3 separate regions of the Pan troglodytes genome follow, and all the other regions are linked to region 1. The links are chromatin contacts, called in public Hi-C maps. All regions are on one chromosome and are shown on one strand. Each heading gives the region's core, a stretch centred on a gene start, on an enhancer-like site or on the middle of the called end of the contact. The rest is flanking DNA. Distances are from core to core; before and after follow the strand shown. Region 1 overlaps SLC44A1 (solute carrier family 44 member 1). Region 2 overlaps ABCA1 (ATP binding cassette subfamily A member 1). Region 3 overlaps ABCA1 (ATP binding cassette subfamily A member 1).

Region 1 (3,241 bases), core at 342-2,841:
TTCATCAAATAAATATTTATTCATCAAATAATATATATGTCAAATAAAGTTTTAATTAGTCATCAAATACATATTTATTTGTTGAATAAATATTGATTATTCATCAAATAAATAAATATCAAATCCCAGATTGTTACTTTTTTCTGTTATCTTCATTTATTTTTATGCCCACATTGTCTCAGATTTAGCCAATAGGAGCCCATTCAAGCTGGCTCCTGTACTTTTGATCTGTCCCCATCATTCTTTGAGTACTTCCTTGTTCACTGACGCAACCAGATGTTCCAAGCTCATCTTATGCTTTCCTGGTCTCAACTCTGTAATCAGCCAAGTCTTCAAAGCCCTGGTTCCTTTTAATGGAAACTGGTATTTGGAAACCAAGGTCTGGGCACAATATGTGCTTTTGTGGTAGCTATTTGATAATAGCGACCACGTGATATACAGCAGGAGAAAGGAAATGACTGCATTCCTTTTTTTTTTTTTTTTTTTTTTTTGAGATGGAGTCTCACTCTGTCACCCAGGCTGGAGTGCAGTGGCACCATCTCAGCTCACTGCAACCTCTGCCCCCTGGGTTCTAGCGATTCTCCTGCCTCAGCCTCCCGAGTAGCTGGGATTACAGACACCTGCCACCACGCCCGGCTAATTTTTTTGTATTTTTAGTAGAGACGGGTTTTCACCATGTTGGCCAGGCTGATCTCAAACTCCTGACCTCAGATGATCCACCCGCCTCAGCCTCCCAAAGTGCTAGGATTACAGGCATGAGTCACCGCGCCCTGCCTACTCTGCATTACTTTTTATAGGTCAATCCACACCTGGAATATAAACGAATGAGAGTGTTTTCAGAGACAAGCCTAGAGAAGATATCTACTGGGAAAAGAGACATCTTGGGGTAGAGAAAGGGAAAAGCAATGATTACTATATTCAAATATCTAAAGGGATGTTGTAGAAGAAATGGTGTCTATAGTCATGTCCTGAGCCCCTAAAGGGTTCTAATGGTTGGAAAAAGACTTCTGTTTCATCAGTCAGTTAACATATGTTAATCACCTATTACTATCAGGCTGTGGCAGTGAGTGCTGATTGCCCTGCTATTGCTCTTCTGCCCATCTTTTTCATGAATATAACCCAGATATCATTCTGGTTAGCAAAATGCCTTACTAAAATACTCACCTTTCCATACTTCCCTGAAGCTTGAAGTGGCCGTATGACATAGTTCTGCCCAATGAGATATAAGCTGAAGAATACTGGCAATTTCCAAGAAAATTTCGCCTTCCCGATATAGGTGCCACCCATCTTCCTGGTTTTCCCCTTCTCTGGCCTGTCTGGAATGCAGATGTGATCCTACTCGAAAGAACAAAAGACATATTACAAACACCAACAGAACCACAGACCAAAGATGGCAGAACCAAAAGATAGAAGGAGCCTGGTTCCCAGAAAGCATTCTTGCCTGATTTCTCCACAGTTGGGCTTGCTGTCTTCTGGGCTTACTGTTACGTGAGAAGAATGAATCCCTTTCTTGTTTAAGCCACTATAATAGGTTTCTGTTAAATGCAGCTGAGATGCAGTCCTAATCCAGGCACTGTGCTAAGTCCTAGGAGGGGAAAGGCCACCTAGTGGAGTCACTGGCTTTTCCTGCCTATCAGACAGAATGTGAGGAAGACTTCCTAAAAACTGGAACACTACCAAGATGGACTTAACCCCAGGAGAAGACGTGATCCCCCTGACTACGAAGGAATGTGTGTAGAGGCTGGGTGGTACTTTTGCAGCTGGGATGTTGTAAAGCAGTATTGAGCACAGAGTGAAAGGCTAATTCAATGACCTTTAAAGTCTATTCTAGTGCAAAAATTTTTCTAAGAGTCAGAAAGTTAAAAAAAAAAAAAATAGATGGACTCAGGGCATGCTAAGCTTTCCCTGGACAGTTAGTGTTTGGGTTTTTTTTTTTGTATTTTTGTTTTTTTGAGACAGAGTCTTGCTCTGTCACCCAGGCTGGAGTGCAGTGGCACGATCTTGGCTCACGGCAACCTCTGCCTCCCGGGTTCGAGCAATTCTCCTGCCTCAGCCTCCCAAGTAGCTGGGATTACAGGCACACCCACCATGCCTGGCTAACTTTTTGTAGTAGAGATGGGGTTTCACTGTGTTAGCCAGGATGGTCTCTATCTCCTGATCTCGTGATCCGCCCGCCTCGGCCTCCCAAAGTGCTGAGATTATAGGCGTGAGCCACCACGCCCAGCCGACAGTTAGTGTTTTTTAGCTGTAGTCTGCATTTGGATCCATGATTTTCATTAAAGTTCCTAAGAATGCATGCTCCCTCAGCACCCCCTGGGTAAACATGTTATAGCAATTTTAAGTTTCTAATGAAATTTTTGTTGTAATTTATTTGTAGCAATCTAATTTATCCCTTTTTTTACGACTAGAATTTTTATTTATCTTGGATTTACAAAGTTAATATTGCCGTAAAACATAGCAGCATTTTAATTTTTAGATAGTAATAGATTTATTATTTTTATCTGTGTTTAAAATCATAGTAGTCTGGGCACCGTGGTGCACAACTGTAGTGCCAGCTACTCAAAAGGCTAAGGCAGGAAGATCTCTTGAGCCCAGGAGTTCTAGGCTGTAGTACGTGATGAACACACCTGTGAATAGCCACTGCACTCCAGCCTGGGCAACATGGCGAGACCCTGCTAGAACAAAAAAGAAAAAAAAAACCATAGGAATAAGATGCATTTTCACCACTTTGGAATGTTTATGTCCCATAAATAACCATTAGGTATCTATTTATTGGCAGAGTTTCTGTAAATATATGAATGCTCTTGATGAGAAAAGGAGATTTTTTTTTCCTCTCAGAGTGGAAGCCAGGTTCTTTGGTGGGATACTCACCCATCAAACATAAGAAAGGAAAGGTCAAGACTTTACTGGGTTCTATGGTTGATCCCAAGCCTGAGATAGGAGGATGAGCTGCACAACTTTGTGAAGGTAGCCAAGGGTAACTGGGGAGTTATTAAGGGCACAATAGAGGTTTATTGAGTGAATCAACAAATGAATCCTTTGGCAGCCTGATTGTTCCTGAGTAGATGATTTTGAACAGCCCACAGTTCAAAGATTTCTCAAAGCCCACAGTTTTGAGAAATCAGTGTTTCTCAAAAGGCATCACAATAGGGGGTGCAAGGAAGGTAAAAAAGGCAGCGTTTAAAACAGAAATTACTCAGGGTCTCACTTCTACCTGCTGAATCAGAATCTCTGCAGCCGG
Region 2 (3,241 bases), core at 293-2,792, 610 kb before region 1:
CCCGAAGCCAGGGTCTTTCGTGAGGGCGTTTAAGAGTTCCAGGGTTCCTGTGTCCTCAGGAGCATCATTGCTGTGGGTACATGAGAGGCAGCCAGCTTAGTAATTCATTAAAACCAGTAATCAAGAGATAAAAATGTTTTTATAAATTAAACATTTTAGGAAGCATTTCTCTGTGACAGGCTCTTAAAACAGAAATGAACAAAACACAGAAACCACCCAGAAGGATCTCAGACTCTAGCCCCGTATTCGGCATCAGGGTGACGTAGAGCACTCCAAAGTGGAGCTTGTTTTAAATGGGCTGTATGTATAAAGGTGTGTATGTGTACACACATGTACATACACATATACATTTATATATTTTTTTTAACTTGAAGAAAATCAACTCATTAAGTATTTCAAAAGTGCTTTCACAATTATCCCTTTGGCACAGACAAGCAGGATTTTCCAAGAAAGGGCAAGAAAACTTTGTACTGTTTGCATGCACAACTAGAAAGCACAAAAATAACAGGCACAGGTCACAAACACATGCTAGGTTCCACAACTACGGGCAATACAGGGTCAGCAGCCGGAAAGGAAAAAATAAAGTAAACCTGAACTATGTAAGAAGAAAATGTGGGCTTAGAGAAAAAGAGGCCAATTCACATTACATATATATATATATATACACATACTTTTTTTTTTAAATGCTTCCCTTTTGTATCACTGACACAGTTCCCCCATCTACAGGTCTACAAATCTTTCAGGACTGAAGAAAGCTCCTGCTAACAAGACCCAGAAAAATCCTTTGTCCTTTTCTTTGATTTAATGTATTGTTACAGAGTGGGGGATATTTTTATTTAAAGAACAAACACTACCTAACATCCCAAATATAACAGAATAGATAATAATTACATGAATTATACTTTGCAGAAAACAAGTCTCTGGAGGTTCTATGCTTTGACAGTGTGCCCTGTGACTCAATTACAGAATTAAAACACAGCTCCACAAATCCAAATATTTTATAACTTAATCATGGATTTTTGCAAGGGTGGATTATTTTACCTAAAACACATGTGGCTGTTCCTGACAACAGTAGGATAAAGAGGAGAGAGGCTGAAAGGCTCAACAGAAGACTGGCCTATTATTCAGGGTTAGTTCGCTGCTGTTCTACGCATGCAGTATTAGCTTATACAGGGACCTGAGCTGCAGCAGTAAAATTCATTCCACCGTGTAATTCTGAAGTCCATTCCCTTGGCCCTCGTAAACATCTTTGGTCTGCTCGAATCTTACCCCCTCCTGGGACGTAGAAGACAAACATACCTGACAAATGTGTACTGTTCGTTGTACATCCAGGGCTGAAGTTCCAGGCTGGGGTACTTGCCAAAGGGTGGCACGATCAGGCTGAACACAAGGGCAATGCAGACAAACACAGCTGGCAAGACAATCTTTACCCAGGCAGTGGAGGGGGCAGGGGGACAGCAGGAAATGGCAAGTGTTAGAAACAAGGCCAAGGGGCAAATCCCTACGAGTCCAGCCCACCTCCCCGACCAACCAGCACGGCAATGAGGAATGCAGGGCCTATGACTGTGCTGCACCAAGGCATTCTTGGCAGCTGGGAAGCAATGGAGCCTGAAAACTAAACCTTTTCTCTGGCAACACAAGGCCAGAGGTTATGGCCACCTGGCAGAGGCACTAAGCCAAGAAGTTCACGAAGTAAATAGTGCTCACATTCAGGGTGACTCAGAACACTGGGTCCTGCCCTTCCTCCTCCTGAAGACTGAGAAAGACTACATTGGGCCATGCACCCAGGAGCAGGAGCCAGAAGTCCTGAATCCTGGTTCTGTCTCTAGCACAAGTGTACCCATGTGAAGTCACGCTCCCCACTGGCCTCAGTTTTCTCATTTTAATCTGAGGTCTGAGAACACATGGCCCATTCAAATCCTACACTATAATAAAACCAACTCTACAGCAACGGCTCCAATCATGGACAACCATAGTCATTATCTCCCATGATAGTCTCAGAAAGAATAAATATCCAATTCCTTCTTCAACCTCCTAAGACTTTCTACCATATCTTCTCTGAAAAAAAAAATGACTTGGGTATACTTTATAAGTTAACCCAAAACTCCTTCCATTTATTGCTGAGAAATGTATCCCTTATAACCTTAAAGATTCAAATAATGCCCCCAATTCTAATGTTCTGGGATTTCAATGCAGAAAATTAACATTGAGTGAATAATTCTGTATAACAACTACTATAATGAGAACTATCTCTATGTTGTCATTATTCATGGTTGTGTTATCGATGGTCATCATCAACAAACAAAGGTAACTGAGGATCAGAGAGACTAAGCAGCTTGCCCGAGGTCATAGAGCCAATAAGTAGCAAAGTCAGGATTCAACTTGAGCTCTGTATGCTCCAAACTCCCGCTCTTAACAATATCCACATCATCAAATGAAAGACTCTCTGCAGACCTTTTCTCTACATTTCTTGATTTTATAGAGTGAAAAAATTTAACCCTTCTAACTAAGCAAGTTAGCAGGCAAACACTGACATGCAGACAATAGTGTAACAAGTCTTCTCTGTTGGCCAACTATATTCTGACCTATATTTTCTATCAGTTTGAGTTAAACATCAACTCCGAGAAAAATCATGTTTCTAATAAATTCACATGTCAAGTGCATCTGGGCATAACAACTCTCATGTTATGACAGCTGAATACACCCAACCAGTTTTTCTACACTTTGTCCTTTTTATGTTCTCCTCCAAAATAAAAATAACATATACACACACAAAACTAAGCACTTACTAATGTCAGGCCCCATTCTAAGCACCTATTCATTTTTATTTTCGTAACAACCCTGTATTGCAGGTAATATTATTATCCCCATTTTACAGATGAGGAGATTGAGGCATAGAGAAGTAACTTGCCAGCGGATGCACAACTGGCAAGGAATAGAACTGGGATTGAAATACAGATAAGTCTGGCTCCGGCATCCATATCTTGACCAGGATGCTATCCCTGCCTTCACTGGTCACAGAGCCTGCAGCCCACCCATGAAGCCAGAGTCTCTGGCGAAAACAGCACGTCTCACCTGAGCAAAAAATCCTTTCCGACTCCGTCTGGCAATTAGCAGTCTCTTCCACAAAAGGGCCACAAACTGTTGCTGTGTAAGTTTCCAGCCTTTCACCTGGTAGGACCCTTTGCCATCCATCCCACTGAGCAAGTCTGTCTCTCTGGATTCTGCAAGAAGCCAACAC
Region 3 (3,241 bases), core at 456-2,955, 550 kb before region 1:
GCTAATTTAACCTTAAAGCATATTCAGAATAGACAAGACACAGAAGTGGCTTTGGCGGCTAAGTTGAGATGTTGAATTTGTGATCTAAGGTATGCACATGTGTGTATGTGTGTGCATATGTATGTGTGTATTATAATACATATTAGCCTGGCTGAGTTCCTAAGACAGAATTATTGAGTTCTTTCTGCTGATACTATCTATAAGGTAAAGGAAAGGTTGAAGCTGACTGATTTGTCTACTCATAGCTTTATGAAAGAATAAATAAATCTAGTATTTTACAGGGAATCACCAGGAATGATCGTATCCACCAGTCACTGCAAGGACGGATATAGGTGGAAGATGACCTAGACGAAAGACCAATCATTCCACACAAGACAGGGAATACTTCCTGAACAGGAGAGTCATTTAGCCACTTCACTTTGGCCAATGAGTTAATGCGGACCTGGATTTTATAATCAGTAAAATGTGTGGGTTGGAGAAGATGATCTCTGAGGTCTTCCTACCTGACACTGAAAGGAACACAGGGCAAAACAAAATCAGCACTGGATACAGCATCACAGGGTCTGAATTCAAGAGTCAGCTCTGCCATTTCCTGACTGTGTAATCATGAAGCTTACTTTCCCCCCTATTTAAATCTCCCTAAGCCTCAGTTTCCTTGGATATAAAATGGGGCTAATACAGCACTTTGGGAGGCCAAGACGGGTGGATCAACTGAGGTCGGGAGTTCGAGACCAGCCTGACCAACATGAAGAAACCCCGTCTCTACTAAAAATACAAAATTAGCCGGGTGTGGTGGCGCATGCCTGTAATCCCAGCTACTCAGGAAGCTGAGGCAGGAGAATTGCTTGGAGGCAGAGGTTGCAGTGAGCCAAGATCACGCCATTGCAATCCAGCCTGGGCAACAAGAGCGACACTCTGTCTCAAAAAACAAACAAACAAAAAAAATGGGGCTAATAACATTCACAGGTTGTTGTGCAAACCAAAGATCAAGAACGTGAACGTGCTCTTTCAGGGGAAAAAGCTGACTTGCTCCAAGTGTTCGCTCGGGTAACTGGAAGGTATGACCTCTGTCACAGGATGCGGAGCTGGGCTACTGCTGCCAGCAGAAGAGAAAGTCACTATCCAGCAGAAGGTCAAGAGGGCTCTCCCACCACAGTCTCTTCAATACAGACCAAAATACTTGACCTGCTGAGCTCAGCCTCCTTGGTTTTGCCTGGAGGAGCAAACAGTGACCTACCAATTAGCCAAGAGCTTCTGTAAAGTGGGGCAAAGGAAAGGAAAAAGAACAAAAAACAGGTGACATGTGTGTTTGTGGGCTGGAAGAAACGAGGCAGAACCCTCAGCTTCTTGCCACACATCTAGGCCTCTGGGACCAAGCCGGGGAACCAGCTGGGACCTCTGGGACCAAGCTGAGGAACACACTTGCACGTGCAGGCGGAGGGGTGTGACGTGGGGTGGGGGCGAGGTCCTGCTTTCCCGGCCATTCAGTGTTCCTTCAGTTCTCTGAGCATAGAGGACAAGGAAGGTGGGAGGAGGGAGGAGAGGGAAGAGAGGGGTGGAGGAGCTTAGGGGAGGCTGGGAAAGAAGGAGGGAAGGAGAGGAGGGAGAGCAGCTCAGGAAGGCGGAGGAGGAAAGCCCTTTGCTGAGCTGAGCTGAGCCAGACGGGGTTACTCTCGGTCAGTGTCCTCCAGTCCCCAGCTCAGGTTTCAAGATCTGTGTTCTCTTTTGCTCAACATGAAAAGGAACCAGAGCAATCAGCTGCTTTAGAAGTGGGTGGAGGAGGCAAATGAAAAAAAAGGAGAAGTAGGGAAAATCACATCAGCATCTCAGGCCCAGATGGTCTTCTTCAATGGACCCCTGGGGTGGGGGTGGGGTGGGGCCTCCCAGCCTGCTAGGAGCTGTCAACTGAGCAGGGCCTGGGAGGGGGAGACAAATTCTAACTCGTGGTTTTAATCAGCCTGAGCTTGTCCAGCCTTACAGATAAGACCTTGAAACACTTCTCTGTTATACAAGGGCTGGTAACAAATACACTCCAGTGTCTTTATGGTATTTTTTTGGTGTTTTGTTTTCCTGATGCTCTGCTGTCTTCTTGAAGAATAGATGATGCCTGCTTCACCAATGGCTGAGCACTCTCTGGGAAGACCTGGTTGTTGGGTGCTGAGGAGAAGGGGTGAGGCAGGGTGATGCAGCTGCTCCTTCAGGTGACTCCTTAGAGCAGGGGAGAGTAGGCCAGGGGTGTGTGGTGCACACAGCCTAAGGACACCCATGCTGTTCATCCCGGCCTGGGCTTTCCAACCCAGGAGACACTTCCTTCTCTACAGACAAGGCTCACCGAGGGATACCAAGACATACCTGAAAAAACTCAGTTCCAGAATTTTCCAGTTATGTGGCCTTGGGAAAGTCAGTTAGGCTCTCTGAGCCTCCATTTTTCTGTAAATGGAGGTCTAGCTTCCTACACGTGTGGGTTATCACTAATGACACTAAGTGTGTTAAGTACTCTGAATGCTGACTCACACATACTCCTTGAGAAAATACAAGCTGAAAATTAAACATGTTCAAAATAAATGTGGATAAAGTCATAGATGACAATCTGTGAAGAATTCCCAAGAGAAACCAGGATATTTAGGCTTATGCTCCCTGAACCTTCCAAGGCATTAGGAAGCAAGCCAGAGTCTTCTCTTTCAACCAATGGGAATACCATAACTTTAGGAACCACACATTCCTTCTAGTATTTTACAAATAATATAAACTTGTATTAGTTCAACAAACTTCTGAATGGCTACAGTACCCAAAATACTAGTGTTGTGGTTCAAAGGGATAATATTTTTCTCAGTGCTCCTTGAAGGCAGGAGCTAGCCTATAACAAAAGAGGCGCTGTGTAACAAAATCCCTGCCCTTGCATTCTAAGAGGAGATGGCCAGAGGGTCGGGTGAGCAGAGGGGTGAGCCTCCAACCCTCTCTGCCACTCCAGAATCAGTCAGCACTGGAATCAGGGGTGGAACGAGACATTACTCATCTTCCCCCAGATTACTTTGCTAGTAAGGCAATAGCACACCTGTTATGATTTGAACGTGTCCCCCCTCAAAGTTCATACATTGAAACTTCATCACCAATGTGACAGTATTAAGAGGCAGGGCCTTTAAGGGGTGATTAAGTTATGTGAGCAGTGCCCTCACCAATAGCATTAGGGCCCCTCACAGATACCATGAATTTCATGTGCGTCTGTGTGAAGAGACCACCA

The links. A called contact is a pair of places that touch in the nucleus more often than the background predicts.
Region 2: a Hi-C map of stem cell-derived neural progenitor cells shows a contact between it and region 1, with 3 times the contacts expected there. The contact joins two enhancer-like sites. A contact is called at or near these places in 3 of 7 Hi-C or Micro-C datasets (induced pluripotent stem cells and stem cell-derived neural progenitor cells).
Region 3: a Hi-C map of stem cell-derived neural progenitor cells shows a contact between it and region 1, with 4 times the contacts expected there. The contact joins two enhancer-like sites. A contact is called at or near these places in 4 of 7 Hi-C or Micro-C datasets (induced pluripotent stem cells, lymphocytes and stem cell-derived neural progenitor cells) and 1 of 1 other capture datasets (stem cell-derived neural stem cells).

What each region holds. Positions count from the first base shown.
Region 1 is chr11:33,013,566-33,016,806 of NHGRI_mPanTro3-v2.0_pri, reverse strand. The region is part of intron 15 of SLC44A1 (solute carrier family 44 member 1); the gene reads left to right. Among named protein-coding and RNA genes, the nearest start is that of FSD1L, 28 kb to the right of the region's middle. Within about 2 kb of position 1,591, at least 7 of the 24 cell types and tissues checked have an H3K27ac peak or open chromatin away from gene starts, as enhancers often do. A contact at or near this core is called in stem cell-derived neural progenitor cells, where this site is marked.
Region 2 is chr11:33,622,967-33,626,207 of NHGRI_mPanTro3-v2.0_pri, reverse strand. It overlaps ABCA1 (ATP binding cassette subfamily A member 1), which reads right to left. Exons shown (of 50, transcript XM_016961357.4): 28 at 3,076-3,224; 29 at 1,300-1,424; 30 at 1-70. Among named protein-coding and RNA genes, the nearest start is that of NIPSNAP3B, 47 kb to the left of the region's middle. Within about 2 kb of position 1,542, at least 7 of the 24 cell types and tissues checked have an H3K27ac peak or open chromatin away from gene starts, as enhancers often do. A contact at or near this core is called in stem cell-derived neural progenitor cells, where this site is marked.
Region 3 is chr11:33,564,870-33,568,110 of NHGRI_mPanTro3-v2.0_pri, reverse strand. The region is part of intron 5 of ABCA1 (ATP binding cassette subfamily A member 1); the gene reads right to left. Among named protein-coding and RNA genes, the nearest start is that of ABCA1, 59 kb to the right of the region's middle. Within about 2 kb of position 1,705, at least 10 of the 24 cell types and tissues checked have an H3K27ac peak or open chromatin away from gene starts, as enhancers often do. A contact at or near this core is called in stem cell-derived neural progenitor cells, where this site is marked.